3 separate regions of the Mus musculus genome follow, and all the other regions are linked to region 1. Evidence: chromatin contacts called from public Hi-C and HiChIP or PLAC-seq data. All regions are on one chromosome and are shown on one strand. Each heading gives the region's core, a stretch centred on a gene start, on an enhancer-like site or on the middle of the called end of the contact. The rest is flanking DNA. Distances are from core to core; before and after follow the strand shown. Region 1 has its middle 23 kb from the start of Gm31496. Region 2 holds the start of Kin (Kin17 DNA and RNA binding protein). Region 3 overlaps Itih2 (inter-alpha trypsin inhibitor, heavy chain 2).

What was found. A called contact is a pair of places that touch in the nucleus more often than the background predicts. HiChIP or PLAC-seq counts read pairs in DNA pulled down with a chosen protein or histone mark.
Region 2: a contact with region 1 is called in an H3K4me3 HiChIP or PLAC-seq map of forebrain, with 5 times the contacts expected there. The contact joins the promoter of Kin here to the enhancer-like site in region 1. A contact is called at or near these places in 17 of 39 promoter capture datasets (3T3-L1-derived adipocytes, the C10 cell line, cranial neural crest and 9 more), 2 of 15 datasets of contacts at CTCF or cohesin (embryonic stem cells and pro-B cells), 91 of 484 Hi-C or Micro-C datasets (B cells, the BV-2 cell line, the Ba/F3 cell line and 63 more), 45 of 115 datasets of contacts at active chromatin or transcription factors (the 230-238 cell line, DN3 thymocytes, the HPC-7 cell line and 30 more) and 4 of 9 other capture datasets (adipose tissue, embryonic tail, liver and 1 more).
Region 3: a Hi-C map of trophoblast stem cells shows a contact between it and region 1, with 4 times the contacts expected there. The contact joins two enhancer-like sites. A contact is called at or near these places in 4 of 39 promoter capture datasets (the 3T3-L1 cell line, the C10 cell line, embryonic stem cells and 1 more), 10 of 15 datasets of contacts at CTCF or cohesin (CD8 T cells, the G1E-ER4 cell line, the NIH/3T3 cell line and 5 more), 358 of 484 Hi-C or Micro-C datasets (the 3T3-L1 cell line, 3T3-L1-derived adipocytes, the 4T1 cell line and 176 more), 46 of 115 datasets of contacts at active chromatin or transcription factors (the 230-238 cell line, CD4 single positive thymocytes, CD8 T cells and 30 more) and 5 of 9 other capture datasets (adipose tissue, embryonic stem cells, embryonic tail and 2 more).

The regions. Positions count from the first base shown.
Region 1 is chr2:10,283,454-10,286,036 of GRCm38.p6, reverse strand. No RefSeq gene overlaps it. Among named protein-coding and RNA genes, the nearest start is that of Gm31496, 23 kb to the left of the region's middle. Within about 2 kb of position 1,311, at least 46 of the 459 cell types and tissues checked have an H3K27ac peak or open chromatin away from gene starts, as enhancers often do. A contact at or near this core is called in adipose tissue, craniofacial prominence, embryonic tail and 6 more, where this site is marked.
Region 2 is chr2:10,079,317-10,081,899 of GRCm38.p6, reverse strand. Kin (Kin17 DNA and RNA binding protein) reads right to left here and starts at 1,288. Exons shown (of 5, transcript NM_025280.2): 1 at 1,156-1,288. The coding sequence starts at 1,269. Atp5c1 (ATP synthase, H+ transporting, mitochondrial F1 complex, gamma polypeptide 1) reads left to right here and starts at 1,390. Exons shown (of 10, transcript NM_020615.4): 1 at 1,390-1,552. The coding sequence starts at 1,497.
Region 3 is chr2:10,102,823-10,105,405 of GRCm38.p6, reverse strand. It overlaps Itih2 (inter-alpha trypsin inhibitor, heavy chain 2), which reads left to right. Exons shown (of 21, transcript NM_010582.3): 14 at 125-264; 15 at 2,452-2,583. Among named protein-coding and RNA genes, the nearest start is that of Kin, 24 kb to the right of the region's middle. Within about 2 kb of position 1,280, at least 1 of the 459 cell types and tissues checked has an H3K27ac peak or open chromatin away from gene starts, as enhancers often do. A contact at or near this core is called in trophoblast stem cells, where this site is marked.

The DNA of each region.
Region 1 (2,583 bases), core at 62-2,561:
AGGTTCTCCCCAGCTGCCCTGCTTCGGGTCAACTTTGTACACGGGCTGTCTTCACCGGCCATTCTGCCCTCTCTAAGAGCACCTTTTGAATTTGATTCTCAAATTCTTTTTTCTTAATTGTCCCTTTACATTTTACTTATAAAAAGGGTTTATTTTATTTATGTGTTTGCTTGTGTGTGTGTGTTTGCTTACATACGCTTGATAGTTCACACATATGCATCAGATACACTAGAGATGGAATTATAAGCAGGTGGTGCTGGGAACTAAACTCTGGTCTTTCACATGAGATTTAAGTGCTCTTAACTGCTGGGCCATCTCTTCAGATCCTCTAAATCATGGTTTAAAGATAAAGGGAAGGGGGTAGGCACATAGGAAAGACAGCCAGCAGCTCTGAAATAGTGGGGGGCAGCTCCCAGCATAAGTAGTCACTGGAGACACTATTGAGGTTGTTATTTTACCAAAAGAACAGATGACAGGCAGAAAAGTAGGTAGGTAGAAATAGATAGATAGATAGATAGATAGATAGATAGATAGATAGATAGATAGATAGATAGATAGATAGATAGCAAGCTGTGGTGGGCAACTGACCACTGCTGGAAGACAAGCTATTCTGACTGAGGGTTTAACTGCTAGAAATTGGACACCTTTGTTCAGAAATTAAACTACTGAGTTGGAAATCATACTAGAGAACGCCTCTGCAAATTTTCCTTCCGGTCCTAGTGACACGCATAATTTACCCAGCCTGTAGTATCTGTCTTTACCCCCAAACAAGCCACTTCAAAAAATAAAAATCAATCCAGATGAACTAAGACTGGCTCCACTCAGCCTCCGTGCTCCTTGGAAGGGACCCCAGACAACAGTTTTGTTGTCTTGCACACTGATGGGGATACAATCGGCTCACTTAATTACAATGCCACATGCTTTAAATATTTTTACTGAAATTGATCAGGCCACAGGGAGAGAGAGCCCTAGTAACCAGGGAAGCTGGGGGGAAGTCCCTGGGGAGAAAGAGGAGATTGCTTCAAAGGTTTCCCTCACAAAGGCTGTGATTAAAGAGAAGCAGGAGGAAGGAAAAGGCTTTATAAAGGCACGGGGCAGGGGTTCTGATCCTCCCTTCACACTCAGGCCTGACTTTCCGTGTCAATAAATCTGAGGACATAATGGACAGGCTCTGAGTCTTCTTGCACTTTCTCTTTAAGTAAAATGTGTGAAGGACGTAGAGGACAAAAGCCGCCCTGGGAGAGCTCGGTTAATCCCTTTCAACACGTGATGAAGAGGGAGCATCAGGGTTTCTCCCTGGGTGGCGCTCTTGCTCTTGCTTAGTTGCTTGTTAGTCTGGAGGGTCAAGTTTGGTGGGGAGGAGGTACACGCTGTTCCTAGTTGTCTGATTTTGTTACATAGCAAATCATGAAAGTCAAATGAGACAAATCCAGTATTTACAAGAGCACAAAACTATTACCGATTTTCTTTTTCCTTCTGCTTATAATAGTTTTATTCTTTTTTTAATCTCTTTATTATTTTTTTCGTTGGATGGAGTTTCTCTGCGTAGCTCAGGTCTACTTTGAACTCCAAATCCCCCTACCGAAGTCTCTTGGTGCTGGGATCACAGTAGTGTTGTATGGCACCAGAACTGCTTACTTGGAAAGATGTCATTGGCTCGTGTGGAGGGATGTAACCCAGTGCTCTGATTTGTGAACAGGCTTTCCCACCTCAGTCTCCTTACTTTTGTGAGAAGAAAATGGTGTTGTTACACACAAACATGGTTATTATGAAGATAAATAAAATACAAGTCTTTCAATTTAGTTTCTATAGTGGAATCACTGTGACAGACAAAAATCTTTCCCCGGAGAATGGAAGTATATAAGCAAAATTAGTTGAATTTTCCATACACGCTCGTATGCATACTTAGTTTTCACTCTTTACAACAGCAGGAAATGGCCAAAGTTGCACTCGGCAGTCTCAAGTTTATCTATAATTGACATATTCTTTGACACAATGTTGCTTTTCAAGCAGACAGATTCTACAAAGTCACGATAAGCTTTCCTTTCTTCAACTCCTATTGGGTGAACAGTGGTCAAGAAAACCTCCGTGGATTCGGACTAGAATAGCTCTGTTGTATGTTACCTTTGCTCTGGGATGAGGCTAGCTCTGGGGGAGGTTTTGTTTGTTTCTAAGCCACCTGTAGCAGTGGAGTTCTTAGAAATGAGACAGGATTTTGCAATAGGATTCAACTGTGAGAACCTGGGTCAGTTCCTACCATTTCATTCCAGAGTCTATACTAGGTGGGACACACAGAAATTAGTCTGTGCCCTCTGCGTGTGGCTTTGTGCAACCCCCTCCTCTCTTGTCAGATGTCAAATAAGCAGCAGCGTTTTCCTGTTTGTCCCTAAAATAGTCAGAAATTGAGACTCAGTGCAGAGAGGCCACAACCAAGCCAGACATTGTAAGACCCCCGAAGCTGGGCCTCTGCTCAAGTCCCTGGATGAGTTGCACCCCAATGTGAAAAACCACACATGGTGCAAACTGCAAGAGGTTTTATTATCAGCCAGCTGAGGACGAACTCCTTCCTCCTCGCAGGGCAGG
Region 2 (2,583 bases), core at 39-2,538, 200 kb after region 1:
TTTTGCAATCCAGTCAGTGGCAGTGGGACTGGGTTCAGTCTGTGATGACTTACTAAGAAGGTGGCATAAGGTCAGTAAGATGGCTCAGTGGCTAAAGGCGCTTGGTGCCAGATGTGACAACATGACTTCAATCCCAGGACCCTCAAGCTGGAAGGAAATAACCATTTACATGTGGCCCTTTGATCTCCGTATGGATGTATCTGTTTGGTGCAGCATGCACACATGCATAAACACATACACCAAAATAAGATAACAGAAATATGACGCAGTGCATGAGGGCTCAGTGGTAGAGCATTTGCCAGGCATACATAAGACATTAAACAAAACTTGTAGCACTGCTTAATAAACAACCTCTCTGGTCCCCATCGCCACCACAAGACTACCAAGAAAGTATTAATATAAAGTAGGGTGGTGTATATCTCTGATATCAACCAGCACTTGGGAAGCAGAGGCAGGTCTATCTCGTTTTTTGGCCAGCCTGGTGAGGTCCAGACCAGCCAAAGTTACATACTGAGATACTGTCTCTAAAACAAAAATATGTATCAGATAATGTACAAGAATTTTTATTAGTTCTGTTATATTGGTGGCATTTTGGCATTAATTGAAAAGATAATACGATTACTTGTTATGTTGATTACACAATTAAGTCTTCAAGGGTGAAGGTATACTGATATTCATATATTTATATAATTTACTATATGATGTAAGCAAATATGGAAAAACACTTAGCGGTCACTCCTAGGTGCGATGGACTGCACGCCTGTACCTTTGGGAACCCACATACTGAAACTATAGGATAGCAGTAGCAAGTCGGGAATGAAGCATTTATGTCATGGAGAGTTCTTCTCTCCATGAAAAAACTCGGCGACAATCTTGCCGGTGGGTACAACTATTACCTCTACTTTACCAGTAGTGGCCAAGCCCATGTCACTATTAAGCGGAGCAACTTGAGTTCCTCGTCTTGACCGACCGACCCCACCAGGGAAGTCTAAATGTAAAACCTCAGTGCTCAGCCTAGCGATTGTAAGCGATCAGTGAGTGCTTGTCTGCGACCACTTCTCGTGGAGCTGGAGGGCTTCGCGCCGAGCTGGGGAAGACTGCGCCGGAGAGGGCTCCAAGCCGAGGGAGGGGTCGCGGCCAGCCTGAGTCACTTACCTCGTCGCGGCATTGCTTTTGGCACATCTGGCAGTACCAGCGAAGCTTCTGGAGCCCTTTGGACTTAATTCTATTGGCGATGGCCTTGGGGCTCAGAAAATCCGACTTGCCCATGGCGACCCTGAGCGCTACAACTACAAAGCGGTCGGAAGCGGAACTGGCTCAGCGCGGGGACAGGCGGGACCGAAATTGACAGCAGGAAATGGGTGGGGCCAGGGAACTCGCGGCTTCGGCGCTCACGAGATTTAGCGAGACCGAGGACGCAGGCGGAGCGGGCCGGGGCGCCTGAGCTCCCGCGCACGCGCACTGAGTCCCGTCTGCCCGACCTTCAAGGCTCCACCATGTTCTCGCGGGCGAGCGTTGTCGGGCTGTCGGCCTGCGCCGTGCAGCCGCAATGGTAGGACCACATCGGGAGGGATGCGGGGGCTCGGGCTTGCTGCGAGGCAGGAGGGATGGAGCTGCATGCTCACTCCTGGCGGAAGAAGGCCCCAGCTCAGGCCGCGGGGATGTCTGCAGAGCTGGAAGGTTGCGTGCCGGACCCCTGGTAGGGGTCAAAGAGAACAAGGTCACGGTCTGATCCCCTGAGACTGGAACGGCCATCCGGGACCTCGGGACCCGGACGGGATTCGGGTTGAGCTTTGGAGCCATCTGGGTTTCGATCAACTCCGTACTTCCGCTCCGTACCCGGGAGCACAGCTTGCAAAGTCTTTAGAAAGGCCCTGAAGGTGAAGGGGCGACCGGGGAACGTTTGGTTGTAACTTTTGGCTTTGAAGCCCTGTGAAACACTGCACGGGGGAGCAGCGTGACCCTTTAAGGTGTGATGGCTTGCTTGAGCTCTTTGGTAAGGCATTCACTGTGTAGCCATCCGACTCTTTGCTGGGTACTGGAGAAACGAAGGAACTCAAAATCAGCCCCCGCCTGAACCTGCTGGTCGCCTTGGTGCTAAAGGGGTTTAAAAAAATCTGCCGATGAGGAAGAGAAAGACATTGCCATTGTCATCATGCCCTCGTGTTGAAGTACAATCTCTGCAAGGTCATAAAACTGTCCCAAGGTCCCTCGGTAGGAGGAGGAGGCCTTAATACAGTTACATTTGTTAGCCTCCATTTGATAAAGGGATACCATAAGGTTGGGCGACTTTAAATACTAATCCTCTGTGCAAAATAAAATAGTTGTATATTAGAATGCCCAGGGAAGGTCAGGTAAAACGTGACTTATGGGTGACGTTGTATAATAACATGAACTACTTTGAAGCTAGACTGCTAGAAGAACTGGTGCTAAGGAGATTGTTAACTGTGGACAGTGTTTTAGTGGTTCCTTGTTTTTATGGTACAGAGGATTATTAAGGCGCTCCAGCACTGAACTAGGGTTTTGTAACCTAGGTTAGAGAACTGCCAAGAACTAGTTGAAATAGTTCTTTCATTAAGCAAA
Region 3 (2,583 bases), core at 31-2,530, 180 kb after region 1:
TTGTGCACTAAGCCTATCCAGTCAAGGCTCTCTTCCTTGTATAACCCCCAAGTGCATTTACAGCAGATGAGTTGACTGTAATTCTGATCCTGGATGTTCTTTAACTGATGCTCCCATTGTCCAGGCTAACACAGAATTGGTCTTGGAAACCCTGAGCCAGATGGATGACTTGGAGGAGTTTCTGTCAAAGGACAAGCATGCAGACCCTGACTTCACCAAGAAGCTGTGGGCCTATCTCACCATCAACCAACTACTAGCAGAGAGGTAAGGCAAGACGAGCGTACACCATGAAAATTTATAAACATGAAATGTCTATCTACAATATTTGAGGTCAGGGATGGGGATGTAGCTTAGCATGAAAGCCTTTGCCTAGAACATACAAGACTCTGGGTACAATTCCCATACTTCCAACCAAACAGCAAATGGGACATTTGAAATCATGAACAAGGAGTATTTGGAACCAAGAAAGGTATCAAATTAATGGAGGGATTGGATTATTACTGACTTGTTCACAGCACTCTAATGAAAGCTGAGTTATTTCTTCTTCTCTTTTCTCCTTCCTCCTCCTCCTCTTCCTCCTCCTCCTCTTCCTCCTCCTCCTCCTCCTCCTCCTCCTCCTCCTCCTCCTCCTCCTCCTCCTCCTTGTCCTTGTTTTTTGATTAAAATGGAACGAGGAGCCTGAAGACACAACTCAGCAACTGTCTGCTCTTCCAGAGGACTGGGTGCAACTCTCAGCACCCACGTGGCACCTCTAACTTCAGTTCAGGGAATGTAGTGCCATCGTCTGGTATCTGTGGGCACTGCACATGTGTGGTACACAGAAACATACATGCAGACAAAACGCCTGTATACATTTTTAAAAAGTTAAAATGTTTAAAATTTAAATGCAACATATGTGAGACGTTGGGAGTGCATGGATTTGAAGTATGTGGTTTATATACATGTATGTATACACATATACATTGAAGATATCTATATCTGTCTGTATATGTATACCTATACTTGTATCTATCCTCTCTATCTCTATACCACCTGTATCTATGACCATTCTGCTATAAATGCTAGAACTACTGAAGGTCGCCTTGCTCTCCTTTACTGCATCCAGAGGAAGCCACTGCTTTTGCCTCGTATCATCATTGATTGGTTTTGTCTGTTGCTAAAACCATACACAGCCATACAACCCCTTTCTGACTTTCACTCAGCCGGATGACTGTTAGGTTCAGCCATGTTGCTGTGCATGTCAATAGTCCATTTGCATTTGACTGTGTGGCTACAATGCCCCCAAGGAACGGCTCTTTGATACTTAGGCCATCACTGGCTTCTCAGCTGAGCTGCATTTCAAAGCCCTAACATCACATCCTGTTATTAAAAAAACACTTGCACCAGAGCCTCATGGGGATAGTTGATAAAACTCATTGCAAAGCTCTCACCCGACCTGCTGGGTAGGATCCTCAGGAAGATGGACCAAGGTCACTGAACTAGATTATAAGGACGATCATATAACGGAACTCCCAGAGAAGATTCCTGATGTCATTAAGGTTCTATTTAAAAAATACACGTAGCTATAAGCTGTGGTTTTGAAGCAAGAAAGAAATAATCCTGTCCCTTGGACAGAAGTACATTGGCTCTACTCAAAAGCATAAAGAAGTTGCTCTGGACATTAAATATTGGTTTGTAAAGCCCTGTAGGAAGATCAGTGGTTTCTAGGATTTCAGGGAATGTGTAGAATGGAACATTTCTGCAACGATAGGTCTGTCGTATCTACTCACGAGATATACACGCAAATGCCAGTGTAAGCCACTTACCTGTATGTCAATACACCTGTATATGCTTCACCTGTGGTCACACATGCACACAAGAACATCTGTACAAGACATCTGTAATCCAGGAGGCTACGGGTCGGTAGGGTACGTGGAGACACTCTCAGTACCTTTCACTCAATTTCACCATGAACCTAAAACTATTCTGAAAGATAAAGTCTTTAAAACTGATCCCTTGGGGGCAGTGAGGTGGCTCAGCAGATGAACCTGCTTGTGGCAAGGCGTGTCCACCTGAGTCTGTTCTTGAGCTCCTACACCATGGCAGGAGCGAAGCAACCCACACAAGTTGTTCTCTGACTTTCACACAGGCATTAGGGCACATGTGTGCATTCACACACACACACACACACACACACAGAGGCGTGCATGCACTCACGCACATATATATATACATGCATACAGACATGCATACATAAAGCAAGAAAACACCATTTCAAAAACTAGAGACCACATGGCTGGATAAACTACTGAGGCTCATGAAACCAGTTGGTTCTGTTTCTCTCTTGTCTTAGGCATCCCCACTCTGTGCTCAGGTGTTGGGTGACTATCAGAAGGGGGAGTAAAGAGGTTTGGGGCCCAAGTTCACCCTGGTATATGGTGATGTTCTTCAATATCTACCCTCTGAATGCAGAAGTCTGGCTCCTACTGCTGCCATCAAAAGGAAAATCACCAAAACAATCCTGCAGATGTCTCTAGACCATCACATCGTGACTCCGCTTACTGCCATGGTGATAGAGAATGATGCTGGAGATGAACGCATGCT